7 separate regions of the Mus musculus genome follow, and all the other regions are linked to region 4. Evidence: chromatin contacts called from public ChIA-PET, HiCAR-type, HiChIP or PLAC-seq and promoter capture Hi-C data. All regions are on one chromosome and are shown on one strand. Each heading gives the region's core, a stretch centred on a gene start, on an enhancer-like site or on the middle of the called end of the contact. The rest is flanking DNA. Distances are from core to core; before and after follow the strand shown. Region 1 holds the start of Neurl4 (neuralized E3 ubiquitin protein ligase 4). Region 2 overlaps Kif1c (kinesin family member 1C). Region 3 has its middle 23 kb from the start of Scimp. Region 4 holds the start of Pelp1 (proline, glutamic acid and leucine rich protein 1). Region 5 holds the start of Scimp (SLP adaptor and CSK interacting membrane protein). Region 6 has its middle 7.4 kb from the start of Gm32946. Region 7 holds the start of Slc2a4 (solute carrier family 2 (facilitated glucose transporter), member 4).

Region 1 (2,937 bases), core at 148-2,647, 510 kb after region 4:
GTTCCACACCCACACGGTCCCCTTCGACAAGCTGGTCCAGGTCCTGGCCATATTCCTCCAACACAGAGCGCCCGTCCCGCAGCACTGAGCAGCCTGACACTACCCAGGAGCCTCCCTTCAGCCCGGTGGCACTGCTCGGGAAGTCCAACACACTGGGATCCAGTGCTGTCACTCCAATCTCAATGGAGCCACTCCAGGAGTTGACCTATGAGAGGGTGGTGGACAGAGTTTCTGTATGAAATCCCATCACCAGAGGCCACATTCCAGAGCACCGTGTGCCTCTCACCCTGTCCTCTGAGGCCACTGACATAGACACACAAATAATTTTTGGAACTAGCCTCCATAACTACCAGGACCCACTGGCTCTCAGCATCTGTGTCTGCTGACACGTGTTTTAGCACATCACCCCCTCTACCCACTGAACAAGCTGGTTAAAGGCCCTGGTTTTAACCCGATCTCCTCTTACTTCCCAGTCTCTGTAGCTCCTCAGCCACTCCAATCCCATGCTTCTTAGGTCCACAATGCTCGCTCTCCTACATCACTCTCATTCCCAACCCCAATACTCTAGTAGGGCAAAGCTCCACCCAAATTCATTCTCTTCTCTTTCCAAATTCGTTTTGGAGTCAAGCAAGTCACATACACTCCCTTTTTCGCATGTCTCCTCATCTATCTTTCTGGTTTGGGACGTTTGTCAACAGTTTGCGCTTTTTATTATTTCTCTACTCTTCCATCTCGGGCACCTGTCAGTCTTCCATCCCTAAGAGATTGTGCTAGACGTGTTCACTAGCCATTCTAACCACCGGACCCTGGCTCCCTGTCCTGCGGGAAACGAATGCTCCTTCAGAATGAATGTGTCTGCTCCGTGTCCTTCTCCTTTCTCTTCCCCGGTGCACTACAGTGTGCCGGCTCGCTATCGGTACCTGGAGGCTCGGTTGGAGATGCAGACCTTCTGGCAGTCCTACCGCTTCTCCCTCCCGTCCCCTCCCACTCCCCTCCACACCTCGTTTCAGCTGCCCCGGCTTTGCACCTTGCGGTCGATGCGGACGGTGAAGACGCGTCCATCGCGCAAGGGTTCTCGGCTCAGCACCAGCCCGTGGTTAAACTCTTGGCCCGGCTGCTGCCGCCGCGCCGTGCGCCCGCAGGCCGACAGGCTGACCAAGCGCCCGGTGCGCGGGTGCAGCTCCCCGCCACCGCCGAGACCCCCGCCGGACCCCAGGCCTGGTCCGCTGCTGCCAGGGCCCCCACCCCCGCCGGGCCCCGGTCCTGGCCCGGGGCCCGCCCCAGAGCCCCCACTCCCACCCGACCCCGCCGCCATCGCCGCTGATACCGCGGCCGCGCGACAGCCGCGCTTGGCGGCACCGTGGCAACCGCGGCGGCCAGACGCCCTGGGGGAATACGGCCGGGGGGCTGGGGCCTGGTGTGCTTTACGGCACTGAAGCGTCCGCAGCTAAGGAACCGAGGTCTCTCACGAGGGGAACGGAAGGACGACGGGGTCGGGGGACTGCTTTACGGCCCAGCGGGACGACAGAGGCTACGAGAGCCGGGAAGATTTGGGCTGCTTTTGCGACAGTGGATGGCAGAATCGCCCGCCGCAGGCGTCTTTGCGACGAAGGCGTGCTGGCGCCCAGATACACTTTGCGACGTCGCCCGGCGCCTTGGACCCAACCCTTGTTAGGGAAAAGCGACATATTAGAGCATTCGCCTTAACGCAAGGGCTGGTGGCTTCCCCTAACACCGCACGCTTTAAGGCGATGGAAGTAAACGCTATCTTCGGGACAGAGAAAAAGTAGTTTTATAAATCCAAGTCTCAGCCCTTCACAGTGCCGAGGCCGGAAATGTCGCAATCCGATCACGCATCACACCTCTCCTTGACCCAGTCTCGCACCTCACCCCGCTCCGGCCCCACAGACTTTGCATCACACCTCTCCTACCCGCACACATTTCAAGGCCAACTTGAGCTCTGTGCCAATGAAACTCTTAAATCTTAAAAGTTACTAATAAAAATCCTAGCGGTGTCCCGTTGGGTAATCTCAAGGGACAGAGCGGACACCTCTGAGAGGTTACCTGAGAGCTATTAACAGAACCCAGCCCTACTCAGGCTCTCCCTGGTGTTGCGGGGCTGTGACATCACAAGGCTCCTCACCGCTGGCCAGGCCCCTTGACTGTGATTGGTTGATTCGGAGAAGGGCGGTGATGGAGAAGGGCGGGAACAAATTACAGAGACAAAGAAAGTCTTGGGGTGTAACAATAAGGGAAGGGTGTGCGGAGGAACTCCCAGGCTGAAGTCTGATAGTCGACCTTTCACCTGCCTCAGCGCCAGGGAGAAGAGGCAGAGGAGGTCCGGTCTGACCCGGAGCCCCCAGCGCCCACCGCCCGCCGCGATGGGGGCAGGGCCAACGGGCAGGGCTATGTGCAGCTAGAAGGGTAGGCAGTGGAATTGAAGTGGTTACCAAGTTGAGCTATGGAGAAGCCGGAGTCTCTCGCACCTGTTAGTGGCCTCAGTGCAGAATCCCCTGGGGGGGTTTCTAGGGCAGTACCTGGCAGTGCCAGAGGTATGCAAACAGACACCGGATTACCCCCCGGAGTAGCCTTGCTTCGCGGTCCTGGCTCCCTCTTGCATTCCGGGAACCCTGTAGTCCGCAGTCCTGGTCCAATTCAGCCCTCTGAAGGGGCAGTGACCCTCAATTCAGGACCCGCTCCGCAACTTCAGGAGGTTGCAAGCCTTGGGTCCAGCACATCCCCTGGCACTGGAACTGGTGCAACTAAGGCGTCCACCCCCGGGCCGGAGGAGGCTAAAGTGTACAGCTCGGAGAGTAGTACACACTCCGGGACATCTTTCACGGAGCGGCCTCGGAGCATCCTAAAAAACAGCAGCTCCATTTTGATAAAGAAACCCCCCGGTTCGGAGAAGTAAGCAACTCAGCTGGTTTTTTTTTT
Region 2 (2,853 bases), core at 22-2,521, 320 kb before region 4:
AACCCGAGTCCATGGTGTCTTCTTCATATGCCCATAAAACTATAGGGAGCCCTACCCAAGGCAGGCTGGTTTTCAGTTTCCTACTTAAAGGAGCATGACTCACTAGCACGGATTTGGTACCCTAGGCACTCTGCTGCCTCATTAATACCTCTGGCTTGGGACAGTGGCTGCACAACTGTACAAGCTCAGGAGGCCGAGCCAGGACAGCTGCTGAAAACTGGGGCCAGGCTGGGTCAGCCTGGGCTGCACAGTGGGATTGTTTGAAAACAAATCAGAGATCCAAGGAGTGGTGGCTCATGCTTTAATCCCAGCACTCAGGAGGCAGAGGTGGGGGGAAGGAGAGGGGGAATTTCTGATTTCAAGATGAGTTCCAGGACAGCCAAGGGTACACAGAGAAATCCGGTCTTGAAAAACCAACATAGATTGATAGATAGATAGATAGACAGACAGACAGACAGACAGACAGATAGATAGATAAAATAAAGTCGGTCTAAGCATGGTGGTTCATACTTTAACCCAGAACTTGAGAGACAGATGTATGTGGACTTGTATGAGTTCAAGGCCAGCATGGTATACATAAAGAGTTCTAGGCCAGTACCAGGGGGATACATAGTGAGACTCTATCCCAATAATAATAATAATAATAATAATAATAATAATAATAATAATAATAATAATAATAAAGGGCAAAGCATCCAGGAGTAATGACACATGCCTTTAATCTCAGCTTCCTTCAGAAGACAAGAAAATTGGAGACTAGCTTGGTCTACATAGCAGATTCCAGGTCAGCTAGGGCTATACAGAGAGGCTCTGTCTCAAAAACAAACAAACAAACAAACAACATCAGCAAAGAATGCTAGACGTGGTAGTTAACCTCCATAATCCCTGAATTTGTGAGGCTGGGGTAGGAAAACCACAAGTTTGAAGCCAATCTGACTATATAAATGTCTCCTACCTAAAACAAAACAAAACCCCATTTAAAAAAAAAAAGAAAAGAAGAGAAAAGAATTTCAAACCAAACCTAGTGTATAAAGGGATGGGAAATATGGGGGACAAAAAGAAGCAGAAGATCCCTAAATGTATTCACGATACAAAAAGCTCAGGTGACACCCGAGTCTGTACAACTAACCAGAAGAAACCTCTGAAGAGGCAAAGGAAGAAAAGCAAACTGCATTGCCAGGGAAACCAAGGGAGACATTGTAGCAGTGCCAAAACTGAGAGGGCCAGAAAGCCGGAGAACTGCTCAGGCAACATCCCCTGATTTTAGAGCAGGCTCCTGAAATAGCGGCTCTCACTCACTCGTTCATAGCACAAAGCAGGAGAGACCAGAAGCTAGGGGCAGGCTTATGATACACTTGGAAGGATCCAAGGGACAGGGCAGTGTGGCCCCTGGAGAGAACAATACCCCTGTCCTGGAGGGCTGGATGAAGTCCAGGTTAGCCTGGGTTAGAACCCTAACTTCACCACCGAAGAACTACACACTTAGGCAACTCATTCCAATCAAACCTGTCTCCCCATCTGAAATGGGAGCAGGGTTAAGGATGAAACGGGATGCAGAGCACAGGCTGGCACGTGTACATGACACTCATGGGCAAATCTCTGAATAAAATCCCGTCTATTCGCATTGTTAAAGACAGAAGTGGAAGACTGAATTCAATTTTTTAAAGGCAGTACCTATTTACATGATACAGTCCTTAGAGAAAGGTCACCCAGTGGTAGCTGAGACTGGCATTCCCCGCCACCCCCCATCTGGACTCTCCTACGTTGCACCACACAGCTCACCCTGACTGCAGAGACCTTTGGACTCTATCATTTTCTTGCTTACACTTATTCTCCCCAACCACATCATAAACCCGCTCAAGTAAACACTGCTACCAAACTAGCCATTACACTCCAGGTCCCGAGTCACAGTCAACAGGCTTCTGGAAACCCAGCAATCAAAAGTGTCAAAATCAAGGTAGCCAGTAGCAGAGGGAAGAAGAAACCAACTGCAAACGGCACGCTAGCCCTGCTCAGAGCCCTGGGTCAGTTCGGAGGATCTGGGTCAATCTGTCTGCTTGCACAACTCTGACTGGCTTCAGGACCCTGCAGAGTAGCAGCCCAGTTTAAGTAACAAGATAAAAGCACAGTTACTCAGGGACTCAGCAAGCTCAGGGCTATGCTTGATACAGGTGAACCTGCAAGCTTCTCACGTGGCATCCCTAAGCGTGCTACTCAAACTAGAGTTAAAGACAAAGGCAGCGAATTTTCTGAATTTTTATTATTGATTTTTTTTTTTTAAACTCTAGGGTGAGCAGACAGTTCAGTGATTAAAGGTACATTCTCTTCTTGAAGAGAACCAGAGTTGGATACCAGCATCGCACCATGTAGATGAGACTGTTCTGTCCTCCACTGGCATGGTACTCATACACACAAACCCACACTCACATTCATCATCTAAGTTATTTTTAAAAGTTTTAACCATTTTGGGTTGTGGGAAGTGTGATCATTTAAAACCAGGTCTTGTGTAGTTTAGGTTGGTCTTGAACCTGTGTCAATTTTCTTGTCTCAGCATCCCAATGCTTCATTCAAAGAAGGGCAACACATACCTGCCTAGCTAGAAAGTGATTTTCTTTTTTGTTTTTTCGAGACAGGGTTTCTCTGTGTAGCCCTGGCTACACTGGAACTCACTCTGTAGATCAGGCTGGCCTCCAACTCAGAGATCTGCCTATTCCTGTGGGGATTCAAAATGTGCACCACAATGCCTGGCTTCGAAAGCAAGTCTTAAAATGCTGCTCAGGAGGTTGACTGTGGCCCGCTGAAGGGCAAGTGACTCGGGTGACACATGAGAATACACAAGTGGTGCAGGAAGCC
Region 3 (3,156 bases), core at 6-2,505, 380 kb before region 4:
CTCCCTTCTCTCAGGCCCCACCCACCCCTGAACCTCCTAGAAGCCATGACTTGTCTTTATAGCTGAGGGCTCTTGTGATGCGCAGACACTTTGAGTCTGTAAGGTGAGAAAGTGACGCTGCCCCACCCACTCACACCTCAACCCCCAGGATATTTATAGAATGTGGACCAAACCCATCAAAGAGTCAAGTTCTGACACAAGTTTATTTCCTGTGTTTTCAGACACCATTTCTAATGATCAACAGAGGACTCAAGTGGCCTTCTGACTTCTGCCCCCAGCTAGCTTTTCTTTGGCAGTGGGTATGTTGGCTGTGCCAGGAAGAGTAGATTGCCCCAGGAAGTGTCCAGCCAGCACCCTCCAGCAGGGTACTCAAGACGAGAGTTCAGAGCTTAATGCCCCTTCTGTAGCTTTCACTATCACATCTTTAGTGGTCATTCCTTACTTTTCCATCCTATCTTTCCTGGGGTGCTGTTGTTTCCTCTTTCCCTCTCAGCATTGCTGAGTGATGTTGCCAATACCACAGGGCTCAGCATCCCCTTTACCCTAGCAACTTCCCAACCACAGGCTCCAGTTCAACCCCTCTTTTCCAGTTCCAGGTTGCAGAGCCCGCAGGACACCTCCATCTGATTATCCCACGGGATCCTCAAATTCAACATATTCCATGGATAACTGATGACACATCCCCACCCCTGACTTCTCGTGCTAGATTACTTCCTCCCTTGCTAAGGGCAGAAGTTAGGTCCTTTCTTGCATCCTTTATTGCCAGTGTCCCCACCTCCTGTTGACTGTGCCTCAGTCAGATCAGCTCTGTCTCCATCACTCTGAGGTCAGTCAGCCCATGGCCAGCACTTCCCAAAGAGAACTTTAAGAACCTCTAACCAGTGTCCTGCCTCTGGTATTTCAGACTCCAAAACACTGATTGGCAGCTGGTGATTTTTGAAAGTGAGCAACCGAATACTTCTTCCCATTGCTAAAAGCTCATCTTTACCTATTAGCCTCAGACAGAGGCCAAACTCTTAAATATGGCTTACAAGATTTGTCAGGATTTTATTACTGGCTAACTTTTCACACACTACCTCCTCCTGGCAACCTCCATGTTCCCCAGTGTTTTTCCTCTACTTGTAAGTACCTTTGCTGTGGTCTCTCTTGTCCCTGCTATACGCAATATTCCTCCCCTCCTTTGCATCTTAGGCACTGTGCTTTCCTCACCGGCCCGATGTGGTGGTGGCCTTTGTAGGTGCTTCCCCTTCATAACTCTTATATCCGGAACGATCTGCTCATGTGACTTTCATTTCCAGTTGAACAAAGGCAACACCAGTGCAGAGACAGGCCTTCTCTTCTTCCTTGTTTTCCCTGTTCCTAGCATGCTGAGGATGGTCAGTAAGTATGCTCAATGATCGAATGAATGAATGGATGAATGAATGAATGAATTCCAGGCCCTAAACTTTCTGTTCTCCCTATACTGGGAGGCCCATGTGTTGATATGTGTTGTCCAGCTAGTGGTTCTATTTTGGGAGGGCCTAGAAACATTAAAAGGTGAGGTCTAACAGGAGGAAGTCGGTAGCCAGGGTGTGTCAAGGGCTGTGTCCTGCCCTGGGGGTTCTCTTGTCTGTTTCTCTCTTTCCTTCTGCTTCCTAGCTACCCTGTGCTGAAGAAACTTCTCCTATGCACTCAGACGGCCTCCGTGTTCTGCCTCACAACGGGCCCAGAAACACAAGCCAGGTAGCCATGAACTGAACTCACTGGAACCACAAGCTGAGATAGACCCTTTCTCAAGCTGTTCTCTCAAATGAGTCCGGGTTGCAGCCATGTGAATATGAGGCTCCTTAAGGGAGAGCTTCTATTTTCCCAGTGTCCATAATAAGCCCCCGCACACAGAAGGCACTTAATAAATATATTTTTGAATGCCAAACACACAGGGAAATATAACAACCAGTTTATTTGCCAGCAAAAAAGTAGAATAAAAGTTTTTGGACATTTATAAATTTGTTGTGAGTTGAGCTAGGCTCATGTACTAAGACTGTGCTTTCTACTGCCAATCTGTGTGACAACATTAACCATATCAAGACGTCATAGGACCTTAGTGTATATTCTAGTCACACAGCAGAGCCCAAGCCAAGTGACCAGCTACATAGTCACTGATTTAAAAGAGTCCAGAAATAAGAAGGTAGGGCCCATCCTGAGCTCACTCCCTGGATAACTATGGTAACCACAATAGTGCTGACATATCATTTTGAAACAGATCATGGATGGCTGCCTCAACAGTTTTGAAAACTCATGCCTCAAATCACAGAACCATAGTTTTCTCCTTTTTAAAAATTATATCTATTTTGTATGTATGGATGTTTTGCCTGCATGCATACCATATGTGTGCAGTGTCTTCAGAAGACAGCGTTAGGTCCCCTGGGACTGGAGCTACAGACAGCTGTGGACCTCCATGTGGCTGGTGGGGATTGAACTCGGAACCTCTGGAAGTCAGTGCTCATAACTGCTGAGTCATCTCTCCAGTACCTCCATGGTGCGCCCTTGGTAATAGTTGCAGTCTGGTCTTCTTTATGAAACAAACAAAATTAAGGGACTGGGGAGATGGCTCCATGGTTAAGAGTTCTTCCTATTCTTCTATAGCTCTTTGGCTTTGTAGGATATACTGGTCTTTCAGGCAGCTACTGGTGTCTGTACAATTCTGGAGTCTTGGGAAGGCCTCTCTCTCTACATGGCTGTGTTGGGCTGTACCTTAGACAGGACACTCTGATATCCATTCCCTGATGCAGCTCCTCTGCCTGGCCTTGAGGATATCTCTGGGGCATCATTGGAAACTGAGGTGGAAGGACTCTTGCCCACAGACACTACACTTCCCATTCATGGGGAATGACACTTTGCAGGCATCCGTGGTGTACCATTTGGTGGCCAGAGCTGTGCCTTGGACCACAGCTTAAACCTCTGCTTGGGTGGCTACAGAGCCCTGAATCATAATACAGGAAACAGAGCTCAGAAACCATTTAACCCCCCAGGGCTTAACCACTCTGGTCTGGGAAGGGTCCCAAGATCTTCAAGATTTCTTCTGTGTTGTATCCCCGTGTCCTAAGCAAGTAGCCGAGTGAACCTCCTATCAGCAGTCCCCTGGCTGGCTCTTCGATGTTTTCTGAACTTGCTTTT
Region 4 (2,898 bases), core at 43-2,542:
AACTTTTCTAAGAATGGCAACAAGCCTGTCGGCAAAATTGGAAGTCTGTGCAAAGGCCTTGGAATTGATGTTGCTGGAGGATAGAAAGAAGGCTAGTTTAGTCCAAGACTAGGAGAAGAAACAAAACAAAACAAAACCTCAAACATCTCTCCACCCCTAAAACAAAACAACAAAAGACCAGAGGAAGAAAGAAGTGCTTGTACAGCCTGAGGTCAGGTGGTATAGATTCTAGTCTGTGTAGGGAAATATTCTTATCTTTTTTTGTTTGTTTTTTTGAGACAGGGTTTCTCTGTGTAGCCCTGGCTGTCCTGGAGCTCACTTTGTAGACCAGGCTGGCCTTGAACTCAGAAATCTGCCTGCGTCTGCCTCCCAATATGCTGGGATTAAAGGCGTGTGCCACCACCACCCAGTTAATATTCTTATCTCTAGAAGCTACAGAAGGACTCTAAACTGGGAAGGACAAGCTTTCTTGGCTCCAATCTGTAATGTCAGCATTTGAACTTGTGAGCCTGAGGCAGGAATATTGCCACATCATGTCTGAGGCCAGCCTGTTAAAAAGCAAAAACAACAAAACAAAGAACTGGCTTATATCAGAAAAGCCCAATTCGGCTTTTGTGTGGTGTACAGACTGCAGAGGGAGGAAATAAGGCAATGCTGAGGCCTTTGAAAGTGATAGGTTAGCCGGGCGTGGTGGCGCACGCCTTTAATCCCAGCACTAGGGAGGCAGAGGCAGGTGGATTTCTGAGTTGGAGGTCAGCCTGGTCTACAAAGTGATTTCCAGAACAGCCAGGGCCCTGTCTCAAAAAACAAAACAACTGTGTATAGTAATGTAAATACACAAATGACTGTGGGTGTGTCTTGGGGACAGAGTGACACCTCTGCTACTTTGTGGCATGTGCACTGTTTGAGCTTGTTTTTCCATTGTTGGAAAAGCAGTTTAGAACGTTCCAGATTTCAGACTTGGGGTTGGCTCCTTAGATAGGATTACTAAGCCCAGGGAGAAGGTGACCAGAAGCCACGCTGGACTGAGATCTTTCAGACTCCCGCGCCTTTCCTGCAGACCACGTGTCCGGCCTGCGCAGCAACGCCTCCGCCCCGCCCTACAGCGCTCAGCCCGGGTTAGCAGTTTGCAAGCCGCCCCAACGCTGGCGCTCGCCCACATTGCGCATGCCCCCTCCTGCCGCAGGGCGCCAGCCCTCATTCATCCAGCCCAGCAGGCCGCAGCCCCCTCCTCAAGACCCCTCCCCGAGCGGCGTGCGTCGCACTTATGTTTGCGTCATCACGCCACGCCATTGCTCGAGCCTGTGAAGATGGCGGCGGCCGTTCTTAGTGGGGCCTCTGCGGGCTCCCCAGCTGGGGCTCCTGGCGGGCCCGGGGGTCTCTCTGCGGTGGGATCCGGCCCGCGTCTGCGTCTGCTGCTGTTAGAGAGCATTTCCGGGTTGTTACAGCCGCGAACGGCGTCCCCCGTGGCCCCTGTGCATCCCCCAATCCAGTGGGCCCCGCATTTGCCCGGGCTCATGTGCTTATTGAGGCTGCATGGGACGGCAGGTGGGGCGCAGGTAAGTCTGTGGCTCCCGCGGTCACCGTGGAAAGGCTGGTGAGGCGGCTGGGCACCGTGGTCCCGCCTTCCTGAAGCTGACACTGGAGCTGTGAGCTCGAGGAGAGCCGAGAGTGGAGAATAGAGCCACTTAACCATTGAGGACGCGATCCACAGACTTCATTACCTGCGCGTTCCCCAGAGCAGTATTAGGCCCCTTTTCTGTTAGGTCATTGATAAGCACAAAGCAATGAAGGGGCTCGGTTCCATCCCAGGTCCCCTGACTAGTTCAGTCCTCAGCGAAACTTCTTTTGGCGGCGTTTTCCCAGGGTAATTGAACACAAACATTTACTAGCTCTCAGCCAAGGGCCTACCCCTTCCTACTCGGCGCTCCAATTCCAGTCATAGTGGCGATGAGCAAAATGCCATAACACGAAACTAAATCTGGTATGAGTTTCCTAAACCGGTGTAGAGAGAGTATTTAGAGATTTCTCCAAAAGACCTGGAGTTTAAGATGAACAGGGGTTAGGTAGTGAAAGAAAATTAGAAGGGGTAGTTGAAACGTTAGAGGAACACTCGTGTAGGACGGGTTGGAAAATGAGGGCAATGTTTGGGTTCGGGGTTTAGGTGGTTAAAGAGAGTGGGTAGAGTTGAGGCTGGTGAGGTAGGCGGTAGACAATATGTTGTCTACCTGGTTAGGAGCCTGTGCACAAAATATTCACATGCGTTCAGTTCCTACAAGCTAGAAACCCAAGTGCCATCCTCGATATGTGGTTTCTTACACACTTCCATAAGCAGTCTGTGAAGTTCTGCCTTTTTTTTTTTTTTTTTTTTTTTCTTATGGAGGCAAAGTCTCACTATGTGGCTCTGGCTGGTCTGGAACTATGTAGACCAGGCTGGCCTAGAACTCCCCGAGATCCAGCTGCCTGTGGCTGGGCATCCGCCATCTTGTTCAGCTGTATGTGTGTTTATGTTAGTGGTTATGGGCCAAGGGTAGCAACGGTGCACACATCAAAGTCATAGGAACGTTTAGGTCCTAAGGTTCCTGTGTCAAGACAAGGTCTCTTGCCAGTGGTGGACTGTCTAGCCCGAGTGTTTATGTTGATGCTCTTTGGTTTTACCTTGTGTTTCTCAGTAGGGGACGCTGCGATTATAGATGCTTATACTACTATGGCTGGCTTTCGGATGGGCTCTGGAAGGCAGGATTGGGTGGCTTATATTCATTGTACTCCTCAGACAGTTGGGAATACTACAGTTAAATCTGCCCTCCTAATGGTCTTTTGTTTGTTTTGTGTGTTTTAGAAATCTCTCTGATTTTTTTTCAGTGACCTGAGTTTTTGTTGTGATGCACTTTTACTTCA
Region 5 (3,142 bases), core at 45-2,544, 400 kb before region 4:
CTTCTGCCTCCCCAGTGCTGGGATCACAGGTATGCACCACCATGCCTAGCTTAGGACAATTTTTGAGCAATTAAGTTTCAGCTAAGTGAGTAGGGAAGAGCACCAGCTTTGCCTTTGGTGTGGACAGATCTGAGTTGAAGGTCACCATGAAAAACTGGTTCCATGGCAGAACCTCCACACGCTTCAGTATTCTAAGAAACAAAGGAAATAATCGAATTAAGTGAAGGTCTATTGAGACCAGGAAAGTGAAACCCTGGTAGAGTCCTAGCCCCCAGCAGTACTCAACAGTGGCTCCTAACAATACAATGCAGTTGGCCCAGAAGGCTTGGGAGAGAGAGCAGCCTTGTGCACTTTCCTCCCAATTCCAAGTTCCTGGATGCCATGTTGATATTTTGAAATTGACCATGGTAGGAATATTTACACCGTAAACACCAGTGAATGCTACCTGTGGGTATCTTCTGGGCAGGTGGGGGAATCTTCCCCAGTCACTTTAGTTGTCATCATTGTTCCTGAGTGCCAGCGCACCCCTCCCTTGGAGAGGCATCTCACACACATCCATGCTGCCATGAAGTGACGACTCACCACAAGCAGCTACTTCTACAAGGCAGTTTCTTTGTTTCCTCACCCCAAACTTCCATTTTTAGAGGCTATGAGCATCACTGGGAACTCTGTCTCACAGTGTGGTAGGAAATGATTCAATTCAATTAACACTGTCCACTGGCCGGGTGTCACAGCATGCACTTGTAATCTGGTACTTGGGAGGCAGAAGTAGGAATATCACAAGTTCAAGAACAGCCTAGGCTACCCTCTAGGTATCACCACCATGCTCTCTTAGACACTCTCTTAGAGTCTCCTTGACTCCTCTAAACAGAAGTTGGGCCAACAGGTCCAGGGGTTCAAGAGCCACACTTGCGGGATGATGCATCTGTCTTCCATTTCCCACCATGCATCTCTGGGTAGACCTAGGGCCCCCCTCTCTCTTCTTGAGTCCCACATGACCATGCCCAGGAAAGTTTAAGGGAGACTTCCCCTGGGGCAACCCCCTCACTCACTCACTCACTCACTCTGGAGCCTGATTCCTCTCAGGACCCCCTTCCACACCACGACCAGCCTTCATGGGCCTCTGCTGGAGCCACGAAGGGCAGTGGGAAGGTAGCTTTTAAAAACAGAAAAACAAAAAACAAAAAACAAAACTGGAGTAGTTAGCTTCACTAGAATGGGGACCAGAAAGAGGAAGTGTGGTCAGGCTAGTGCCTGCAGCCTCCAAGGGTGAGTGAGGGTATGTGGGCGATCAAGCCTCTCCCCAGTTGTGCTTGAGTAACACCCTCAGTCCACAGCTGTCTCCCCAGCTGCTTCCAGTGAACACCCCGGCAGTCTAGGTAAGTGCTTCAACTTGCTTTTCCCACCATAGTCATCTGTCCATGTTGCTGTTAGACGTGTGGCCAAATAGGCAACCCCACAGGCACAGGCTGAGGGGACTGTCGCTCGAGGCTGTAGTACACAGCCGGGTACAACTGGAGAAAGAGTGGCCTGGAAGAGTTCACTTGGCGTGGCTGCTGAGTGACGCTGGCCATCTCCTTACTCCTCCAGTGTGTGTGCCAGGCAAGGCAAGTTTACCTGGAAGGATGAAGTCACAGTTGGGAGTGAGTTGTGTGAAGTGTGAGGAATTATCGCTATCTGCATAGTGTCTGTAATATCTGGTATTTGATTGGTAGAGGACCCGCACTGTACTGTGTATTGTAAACGCTGGCTACCTCTCAGTGCTCTTGGATGAAAGAATCAGAACAGCACGCCTCTCGGTGCCTTTGGCACTCAGCCTCTGGTGTCTGGGATTTATAAGGCACTTGCCAACCTTCAGAAGCCTCGGGACTCAGAGGTGTTCAGCTGGCGTGAGACCTCGATGGAGCCTTCTGCTTTTGACCTCTGGAAATCAATGTTCTCAATTCTTTTTTTTTTTTTTTCTTATAGAAAATATTTTCCTTTCTCTGTTTGGGAATTTTTCCTGCATGTGTGTCTGCGTATCATATACATGCCTGGCGTCCTTGGAGGAGAGATGAGGCCATCAGATCCTTGAAACTGAACTTACAGATGGTTGTGAGCCACAACACCGTGCTGGGAACGGAACTTGGGACTCCTCTGAAAGAGCAGTCATTGTTCTTAACCACTGAGCCATGTCACTAGCTCTTCAGAAATCATTTTTTCAATCCCTGTATTATGCCATAGACCATGTGGGAGGATCAGCATCTCCAGAAGTGTGTCAGGATGGAGTTCCTCCCGCCTTCTCCCCTCTCCCCCTCCCCCTTCTCCCTTCTCCCTTCCTTCTCCTCCCTTCTCCCTACATCTATCTCTTCCTCCCCTTTTCCTCCCTTTCTCCCCTGTTCCTGTTTCCTTTTTTCCTAGCAAATAGATGTATTTCCTAACTGTAGGTAAACAAATCTGCTAGATAAGCAATAAGCTGTGGGGACTGAGCATGTATGGATAGAACTGAGTCCTATGATATAATAAATCAGACTCAGGATTAATGTGCGGCCGTCCCGGCTTGCTAAGCTGTCATGCTGAGACACACATGCAGCAAGCAGCAGGACAGTGTGGGCAACTGCCAGTCCAGTTATTGGCCCAAACACTGTGTTAACACATGCAGGCATCAGAGCTAGCCATAACAGAGTTAAATATCAGTGGAGACAGGCATTCATTATGCATAAGTACCCTCGCCTTGTTAGTTCTACAGGATTCGCATTCTGACCTGACATCTTTTTTTTCCCCAGCCAGGGTTTCTCTATGTAGTAGCCCTGACTGTTCTGGAATTTGATGTGTAGACCAGGCTGGCCTTGAACTCACAGAGATCCACTTACCTCTGCCTCCCAAGTGCTGAGATTAAAGGCGTGTGCCACCACTGCCCACCCTGATACTGTTTTTAGTGGAATACTAACCACCATGTCATTATAGAGTGCGCTAGCAAGCCAGAATACAGAATAAGGATATGATTACAGCATGTTCCCATAATTCAATATAAATACAATATAATATAAAATATAATAAAATATAAGCAGAATATAAACTTCCTCACAGGGTTTTCTACTGAAACATCATTTTATAGCCACACCTTTAATCACGCACTGGAGAGGCAGAGTCAAGTCAATCT
Region 6 (2,809 bases), core at 215-2,714, 340 kb after region 4:
TACCTTTGTTGGGCCTTACCGAAGCTCTGAAGGACCAAATGATGACATCCATTTTAAAGAAAAGAGGAAATTCACTTACTGAAGGTCTGTTGCCTATGGTTGTACACAAGCTGTTCCCTTAGCTGCAAAGGGAAGCACAGGTTCAACCATAGACGACACAGGTACCTGGTGTTTCATGTACACTGCATGAAACTTTTAAGTGTTGACATTCCCACAGTCCAGGCATCTGGTGCTTGGGGAACAGAGCTCCACAGGGAATGAGGGATAGATATCCATTCTTTTTTCCATTAAGCTTGAGACACTTCAGAGACTGCAGAGCAGCATGCCAGGATCAGCCGCGCGCATCCAACAGGTCCTGTTTACAGTAGAAAATGGAGCCACTGTCAACCTGATCTGATCGTCCAGATCTCTCTCTCCTGGGCATCTGGAGGCAGGTCTGACCTTTTTAAGCTATGTAAATCTCTACAGTCTTCCAAGAACTGGGGCAATGAGCTTCCTGCTTATCTGAGTTAATAATCACTAAAACTATTACCTTTGATATCAAAAAGAAATATAAACTCAATTGTACAATTGTACAGTTGTCCAAGCAGGAGAGTCCAATCCTGTGTGCAACAGGAAAACATATTTCACTTCCCCTCTCAGACGCTGTCATCAGAGCAGAGGGTAAGAAACGCTCCCATGTGGTCCCTGCCACGGTACAGCCTTGTTCAAGTCCATCTCTTCAAGGTTCAGTTTGCTCATCTATAAAATCCTAGCCATCTGGTCTACCCAGAAAGGTCACAGTAAGGGTTAAAGCAGTGTACATGAAACACCAGGAACCTGTGTCGTCTATGGTTGAACCTGTGCTTCCCTTTGCAGCTAAGGGAACAGCTTGTGTACAACCATAGGCAACAGACCTTCAGTAAGTGAATTTCCTCTTTTCTTTAAAATGGATGTCATCATTTGGTCCTTCAGAGCTTCGGTAAGGCCCAACAAAGGTAATAGCACAGGGTGTCTTCAGTGAGACTCATCAACATGTCTCTCCCATCTCAGCTCCTGTGTTTACATCACCATCATTTTTGAGAAGTTTAAAAAAATTATAAAATAAATATTTATTTATTCTTTTAGGGTTTTGCCTGCATATGTGTCTGTGCATCATATGCATGCCTGGTACCCTCAGAGTTCAGAAAAGGGCATCAGATGCCCTGGAGCTGAGTTACAGATGACTGTGAGCTGCCATGTGGGTGCTGGGAATTGAACTTGGGTCTCTGCAAGAGCAATAAGCGCTCTTAACTACTGAGCCCACTAGATTTTGTGTTTCTATATTCCTTATACTTTCCAAACCCAGATAGTGCTGTTAACAAAGAGTTCACTTGTTCCTGAAACAAATCTGTTTTTATTTCACCAGTGAGAGTATGACGCTCTGTTTTTCCAGGTCATTAAATGTTTGCAATAAAAATACAATTAGCCAGGGTGCTTGTTTGCTTAAGGATTTAGTGGCGCCCTTGAACAACACGCTTTATTGTTCAACTGGGAAACGACCTTTAGCTGAAGGACATTGAAATTTTATTATGTTTCTAAACAGTATCCAAGAAAAACTGCTCTCTGCTTCTTAGATCAAAGAGCTGAGTCTTAAAGAATCCGCCTTGGCTTTCAGGTGTGTGCCTGGTTTTCTTTTCCTTCCCAAGAATAGGAAAGGCAAGCCTGCCGTGAAGACAACTGGGGACAGAACGGTTCCCTTTGGCAATGAAGCCTTCCACTCAGGACACGGCAGATGGAGCTTGAAGATGAGAAGAAACACAAAACCCAATCAAAGTACGGCTGCCCTCTCCACTGCCCTAGAAAACCCTGCACAGAAGGAAAACACCGATAGCTTGTGCTTGGGGAAGGTGCCTGCTTGCATTCGGAACGATGGAATGCAGACTGCCCTGGCCGTGGGGGCTTAACCTGGAGGAATGGAGCCCCTCCAGGAGGAAGAACTTCCACCTCAGAACAACCTGGAAACTGCAGATGATCCTTAGTGAGAGTGGAACCAAGTTACTTTATCTAAGAATAATTTTTTTTTCCTGAGGCATAGTCTCACCGTGTAGCCCTGGTGGGCCTAGAACTGGCAATGTAGACCAGGCTAGACTCAAACTTACAGAGATCCTCCTGCCTCAGCCTCCTAGATGCTAGAATTAAAGGTTGTCTCACTACAACTGGCTTAAAATAGCACATTGTTTTAAAACAACTTTTAAAAAGTTGCTGCAAAGCAGTCAGTCCGTGGACTCATTGCCAACCCTCCCGCCACATGGGTGCTGATTTGGAGAGAAAGGACCATCCTTGTGCTAGGCCTCTTGGCCAACTCTACAGTCTTGCAAAGAGGAATCTAATTAATCTAATGAGGATTCTGGAACTGGAACTTGTTAGATCATCGGCCTGTCCCTTTAAGACTCTGGTCACTCTAAGAGGACAAGTCCCACCACCTGAAGAAATCAAGACACACCTCCCTGCAGCTTAAATATAATCCTAAGGGCTGGTGAGATGGCTCAGTGGGTAAGAGCACCCAACTGCTCTTCCGAAGGTCAGGAGTTCAAATCCCAGCAACCACATGGTGGCTCACAACCATCTGTAACGAGATCTGACTCCCTCTTCTGGAGTGTCTGAAGACAGCTACAGTGTACTTACATATAATAAATAAATAAATCTTTAAAAAAAAAAATCCTAAGCAGTACCTGGCTCCTCCACGCTCTTTGGTGTGTGAGCTAGCCCAGACTAAATCATGTGATGTAAAACTTCTCACTAGCACCTCCAAAACTATAAAAATCAGAGACACACACACCCCCACCTT
Region 7 (2,997 bases), core at 363-2,862, 460 kb after region 4:
CAGACACTCCAGAAGAGGGAGTCAGATCTCGTTACGGATGGTTGTGAACCACCATGTGGTTGCTGGGATTTGAACTCTGGACCTTTGGAAGAGCAGTCAGATGCTCTTACCCACTGAGCCATCTCACCAGCCCCTAATTATTATTTTTTATGTGAATGGGCATTTTGCCTGCATATATGTCTGTGTACCACATGTGTACCTGGGGCCAGTGGAAGCCAGAAAAGGGTGTTGGAGCCCCTGGAACTGAAGTTACAGATGGTTGTAGCTTCCACATGTGTGCTGGGAATCAAACCTGATTCTGGAAGAGCAGTCAATGCTTTTATCTGCTGAGCCATCTTTCTTGCCCCTCCACCCTCCTCTTCAGGGAAGAGGAGAAGCAAGAAAAGCAGTCATGACAGGATAGTCCAGAATAAAGTGGTAGTGGTACGGATGAAGAAAACCAATGTGCAAGAGAAGTCAAAACACCAACATTGAGAAGACACCATGAAAGTGACTGGTTAGCTCCTTGGGAAAAGGAACTTGAAGGAGGTCCATACTTGTACGTGTTCGTCATATAAACGGTACCATTCTGGCGGCAGCTAGACTCAGGTCTGGCGTTCCATAGAGGGCTGGGTTGTAGGTTATTGAGCTCTCAGGGGAAGGGTTAATAGAAGAGAGCCACCCCAGAAGTTAGCTACCCTGGTGCAATCCACTAAGGTTCCTCGCTCTCCCTCTAGGTGGCGCCAGAAGCCTTGCACTTCTCTTGGGCCTTTTTCTGAATTGAGCTCTCTCTCCACATTCTTCGCCAGCTCTCTCCCTGGACGTGCTTAGGTCGTGCCCTCTCAGCTGTAGACCCAAAACAGTAGCTGACTCTGGAAAGCTTGTCGCCCACGCGGCCAGCACATGCCTGGAGGCTCAGGGACTTCAGGGAGGGTGGTGTGACTGGCGTGAGCACCTGTCCCTTGGGTCCCCTCCAAGAACCAGTGTAGAGACTATGTGGAGGGGATGGGCCAGTAGGCAGCGCGCCGCCCAGAGATGCGTGGAAAGAAAGGACGATCAGGCATGGTCTCCAGATACACTAGGAACGGAAGTTATTGGTCCCTTGGATCATCTCCTCGTGGGAAGCGTGTCGCGGACCCTTTAAGGCTCCATCTCCTTTGCCCTCCCCCGCCTGGGACAGGCTGGGACACCCGGGACCTGACATTTGGCGGAGCCTAACGTGGGAACTAAAAATAGCCACTCCGGGTTACTTCGGGGCATACACACATACACACACACACACACACACACACACGCGGGCTCTATGTCATCCTGCTGGAGTTACCCCGTACCCTGGCAAGTACATGTAGCCCATACCCTCCTCTTCGACCTTTCAGGGGGACCAGCTGCACTCAATTCTTTCAGAAATTTCGCAGTCCAAGATTTTGGATGGCGGGAAGAGCCTTTTGTTCCAAGGACCCTACTTTGAAAACTCAGAAGCAGGCGGGAACCTTAGGGGCGTGTCTCCCCAGCCAGCACTAGGGCTAGGGGTGGGGGCGTGGCCTTTTGGGGTGTGCGGGCTCCTGGCCAATGGGTGTTGTGAAGGGCGTGTCCTATGGCGGGGCGGGAGTGGGGAGGTGGCTTCAGCTCTCCGCATCTTTCCCCCTCAAGCGGGTCTCACTAGATCCCGGAGAGCCTTGGTGCTCTCCGGTTCCGTGGGTTGTGGCAGTGAGTCCCACCAGACCCGCCCTTTGCACACGGCTTCCGAACGCCGGGGTCTCGTGCCGGCCAGGCCCGGACCCTATACCCTATTCATTTTTTTCTTATTGCAGCGCCTGAGTCTTTTCTTCTTTTAAAACAAGATGCCGTCGGGTTTCCAGCAGATCGGCTCTGACGTAAGGTTCAGCATACCGGGGCGAATTGGGAAATCTGGTCCAGTTTTTCTTGGGCTGAGTTTGGGGTTGGGGTCAGCTAGGAGGCGGTTCTTGCGCAGGCGCAGGGGTTGGAGATGGGGGGCTGGCTATTTATATTCAGCCTAGACAACCCGTGACTGTCAAATTCCAATCCCGCCAAGAGACAGAGTGGGTCCGAGAGACTCTTTACGCGCCCAGGCTGAGAGACTGGATTCTCGGGAATCCAGAACTTGTCTCCTAGCCTACTGTGCACTGCATGGGGTGACACTCTGCCCACGACTCTATTTGGAATGGTAGATCCAGAGTCTCGCCTTCCCTTCCCGGAGCTGTTCAGATTTACGGTGTTTCTAGGACCCGAGCACTTCGGGGGCCCCACCCCCACTGCTGGCTGTCTTCCAGGAGGCTGAACTTTCTCTCGGCCTTGCGGTGGGTGGAGGGGCAGAGGGGAGTGTCAGCCCCCCCCCCCAGCTCAGGTTTCCTCTTGGAGACAGACTGTGCCGCCAGCAGTAGCCACCACTGCCACCGCCCCTCACACCACTCACTACCATCCCTCCTCTTCCCCTGGGCATGGCTCTCTCTCCCTGCTAAAATCCCCCCTCACATCCCCGAGTACTTGGTCCCAGTTTAGGAGCTGAGGGTTGGCTAGGCCTAGACCTAAAAGGCTACCCCAAAGCAATGACCCAGACGCCCTTTCTGGACTAGCCATTCTTGGGCCTGTTTACGGCCTACTGGAGCAAGCTGAGAGAACTTCCAGAAGGAAGAGACAAGGGCTAGAGGTGATGTTAAAACATTATTTATATTAGTTTATAAAACAGGCACTGTCTGGGATACTGTTATAGTTGATTTTGATTTTTCAAGTGTTTTCACAGACTGACAGGTAGCCGAGGGAGGCAATATCACCTGACAGAAGAGGAAATCCAGGTTCAGTTTAGAGTGGGGAAGTGACTTACCCAAGGTCACACAAGTCTTGAGTCTGTCTCAAGGTCACAGGGGAATTTTGAGGTCCAGATCCTCAAACTTTTGCCTGTGGTGTGGACACAGAGATCGGTTTTTTCCTACATGCCCAGGTTCCTGTGGCGTTCTGTTTACAGTGAGATCTTTGTACAATTCCTAATATGGCCCACTT

Evidence for each region. Promoter capture Hi-C pulls out the DNA fragments that hold promoters and counts their contacts. ChIA-PET counts read pairs in DNA pulled down with a chosen protein or histone mark. HiCAR-type assays count read pairs that join an accessible place to other places. HiChIP or PLAC-seq counts read pairs in DNA pulled down with a chosen protein or histone mark.
Region 1: a contact with region 4 is called in a promoter capture Hi-C map of liver, with 5 times the contacts expected there. The contact joins the promoter of Neurl4 here to the promoter of Pelp1 in region 4. A contact is called at or near these places in 4 of 39 promoter capture datasets (embryonic stem cells, hippocampal neurons and liver).
Region 2: a contact with region 4 is called in an H3K4me3 HiChIP or PLAC-seq map of forebrain, with 3 times the contacts expected there. The contact joins the enhancer-like site here to the promoter of Pelp1 in region 4. A contact is called at or near these places in 10 of 39 promoter capture datasets (the 3T3-L1 cell line, the C10 cell line, cranial neural crest and 6 more), 4 of 484 Hi-C or Micro-C datasets (ECoMG-derived neutrophils, LSK cells, bone marrow-derived macrophages and 1 more) and 11 of 115 datasets of contacts at active chromatin or transcription factors (bone marrow-derived macrophages, embryonic basal ganglia, embryonic forebrain and 7 more).
Region 3: a contact with region 4 is called in an RNA polymerase II ChIA-PET map of memory CD8 T cells, with 25 read pairs. The contact joins the enhancer-like site here to the promoter of Pelp1 in region 4. A contact is called at or near these places in 7 of 39 promoter capture datasets (embryonic stem cells, hippocampal neurons, liver and 3 more) and 9 of 115 datasets of contacts at active chromatin or transcription factors (bone marrow-derived macrophages, craniofacial prominence, embryonic basal ganglia and 5 more).
Region 5: a HiCAR-type map of astrocytes shows a contact between it and region 4, with 4 times the contacts expected there. The contact joins the promoter of Scimp here to the promoter of Pelp1 in region 4. A contact is called at or near these places in 8 of 39 promoter capture datasets (cranial neural crest, embryonic stem cells, hippocampal neurons and 4 more), 1 of 15 datasets of contacts at CTCF or cohesin (large pre-B cells), 3 of 484 Hi-C or Micro-C datasets (embryonic stem cells, large pre-B cells and pre-B cells), 6 of 115 datasets of contacts at active chromatin or transcription factors (astrocytes, bone marrow-derived macrophages, craniofacial prominence and 3 more) and 2 of 9 other capture datasets (adipose tissue and liver).
Region 6: a contact with region 4 is called in an H3K4me3 HiChIP or PLAC-seq map of embryonic limb bud, with 2.8 times the contacts expected there. The contact joins the enhancer-like site here to the promoter of Pelp1 in region 4. A contact is called at or near these places in 2 of 39 promoter capture datasets (the 3T3-L1 cell line and hippocampal neurons), 3 of 484 Hi-C or Micro-C datasets (the N1E-115 cell line, embryonic fibroblasts and embryonic limb bud) and 2 of 115 datasets of contacts at active chromatin or transcription factors (bone marrow-derived macrophages and embryonic limb bud).
Region 7: a contact with region 4 is called in a promoter capture Hi-C map of liver, with 2.1 times the contacts expected there. The contact joins the promoter of Slc2a4 here to the promoter of Pelp1 in region 4. A contact is called at or near these places in 3 of 39 promoter capture datasets (hippocampal neurons and liver) and 1 of 115 datasets of contacts at active chromatin or transcription factors (bone marrow-derived macrophages).

Annotation. Positions count from the first base shown.
Region 1 is chr11:69,900,276-69,903,212 of GRCm38.p6, reverse strand. It overlaps Neurl4 (neuralized E3 ubiquitin protein ligase 4), which reads right to left and starts at 1,397. Exons shown (of 29, transcript NM_001013414.3): 1 at 1,028-1,397; 2 at 1-205. The coding sequence starts at 1,315. It overlaps 2810408A11Rik (RIKEN cDNA 2810408A11 gene), which reads left to right and starts at 2,299. Exons shown (of 9, transcript NM_001382461.1): 1 at 2,299-2,910. The coding sequence starts at 2,462.
Region 2 is chr11:70,729,814-70,732,666 of GRCm38.p6, reverse strand. Kif1c (kinesin family member 1C) reads right to left here. Exons shown (of 23, transcript NM_153103.2): 23 at 697-2,853. Among named protein-coding and RNA genes, the nearest start is that of Gm12320, 24 kb to the left of the region's middle. Within about 2 kb of position 1,271, at least 58 of the 459 cell types and tissues checked have an H3K27ac peak or open chromatin away from gene starts, as enhancers often do. A contact at or near this core is called in forebrain, where this site is marked.
Region 3 is chr11:70,787,585-70,790,740 of GRCm38.p6, reverse strand. No RefSeq gene overlaps it. Among named protein-coding and RNA genes, the nearest start is that of Scimp, 23 kb to the left of the region's middle. Within about 2 kb of position 1,255, at least 82 of the 459 cell types and tissues checked have an H3K27ac peak or open chromatin away from gene starts, as enhancers often do. A contact at or near this core is called in bone marrow-derived macrophages, memory CD8 T cells, pre-B cells and 1 more, where this site is marked.
Region 4 is chr11:70,408,425-70,411,322 of GRCm38.p6, reverse strand. Pelp1 (proline, glutamic acid and leucine rich protein 1) reads left to right here and starts at 1,292. Exons shown (of 17, transcript NM_029231.4): 1 at 1,292-1,559. The coding sequence starts at 1,311.
Region 5 is chr11:70,810,713-70,813,854 of GRCm38.p6, reverse strand. It overlaps Scimp (SLP adaptor and CSK interacting membrane protein), which reads left to right and starts at 1,294. Exons shown (of 5, transcript NM_001045526.2): 1 at 1,294-1,379.
Region 6 is chr11:70,068,871-70,071,679 of GRCm38.p6, reverse strand. No RefSeq gene overlaps it. Among named protein-coding and RNA genes, the nearest start is that of Gm32946, 7.4 kb to the left of the region's middle. Within about 2 kb of position 1,464, at least 28 of the 459 cell types and tissues checked have an H3K27ac peak or open chromatin away from gene starts, as enhancers often do. A contact at or near this core is called in embryonic limb bud, where this site is marked.
Region 7 is chr11:69,946,805-69,949,801 of GRCm38.p6, reverse strand. Slc2a4 (solute carrier family 2 (facilitated glucose transporter), member 4) reads left to right here and starts at 1,612. Exons shown (of 11, transcript NM_009204.2): 1 at 1,612-1,853. The coding sequence starts at 1,821.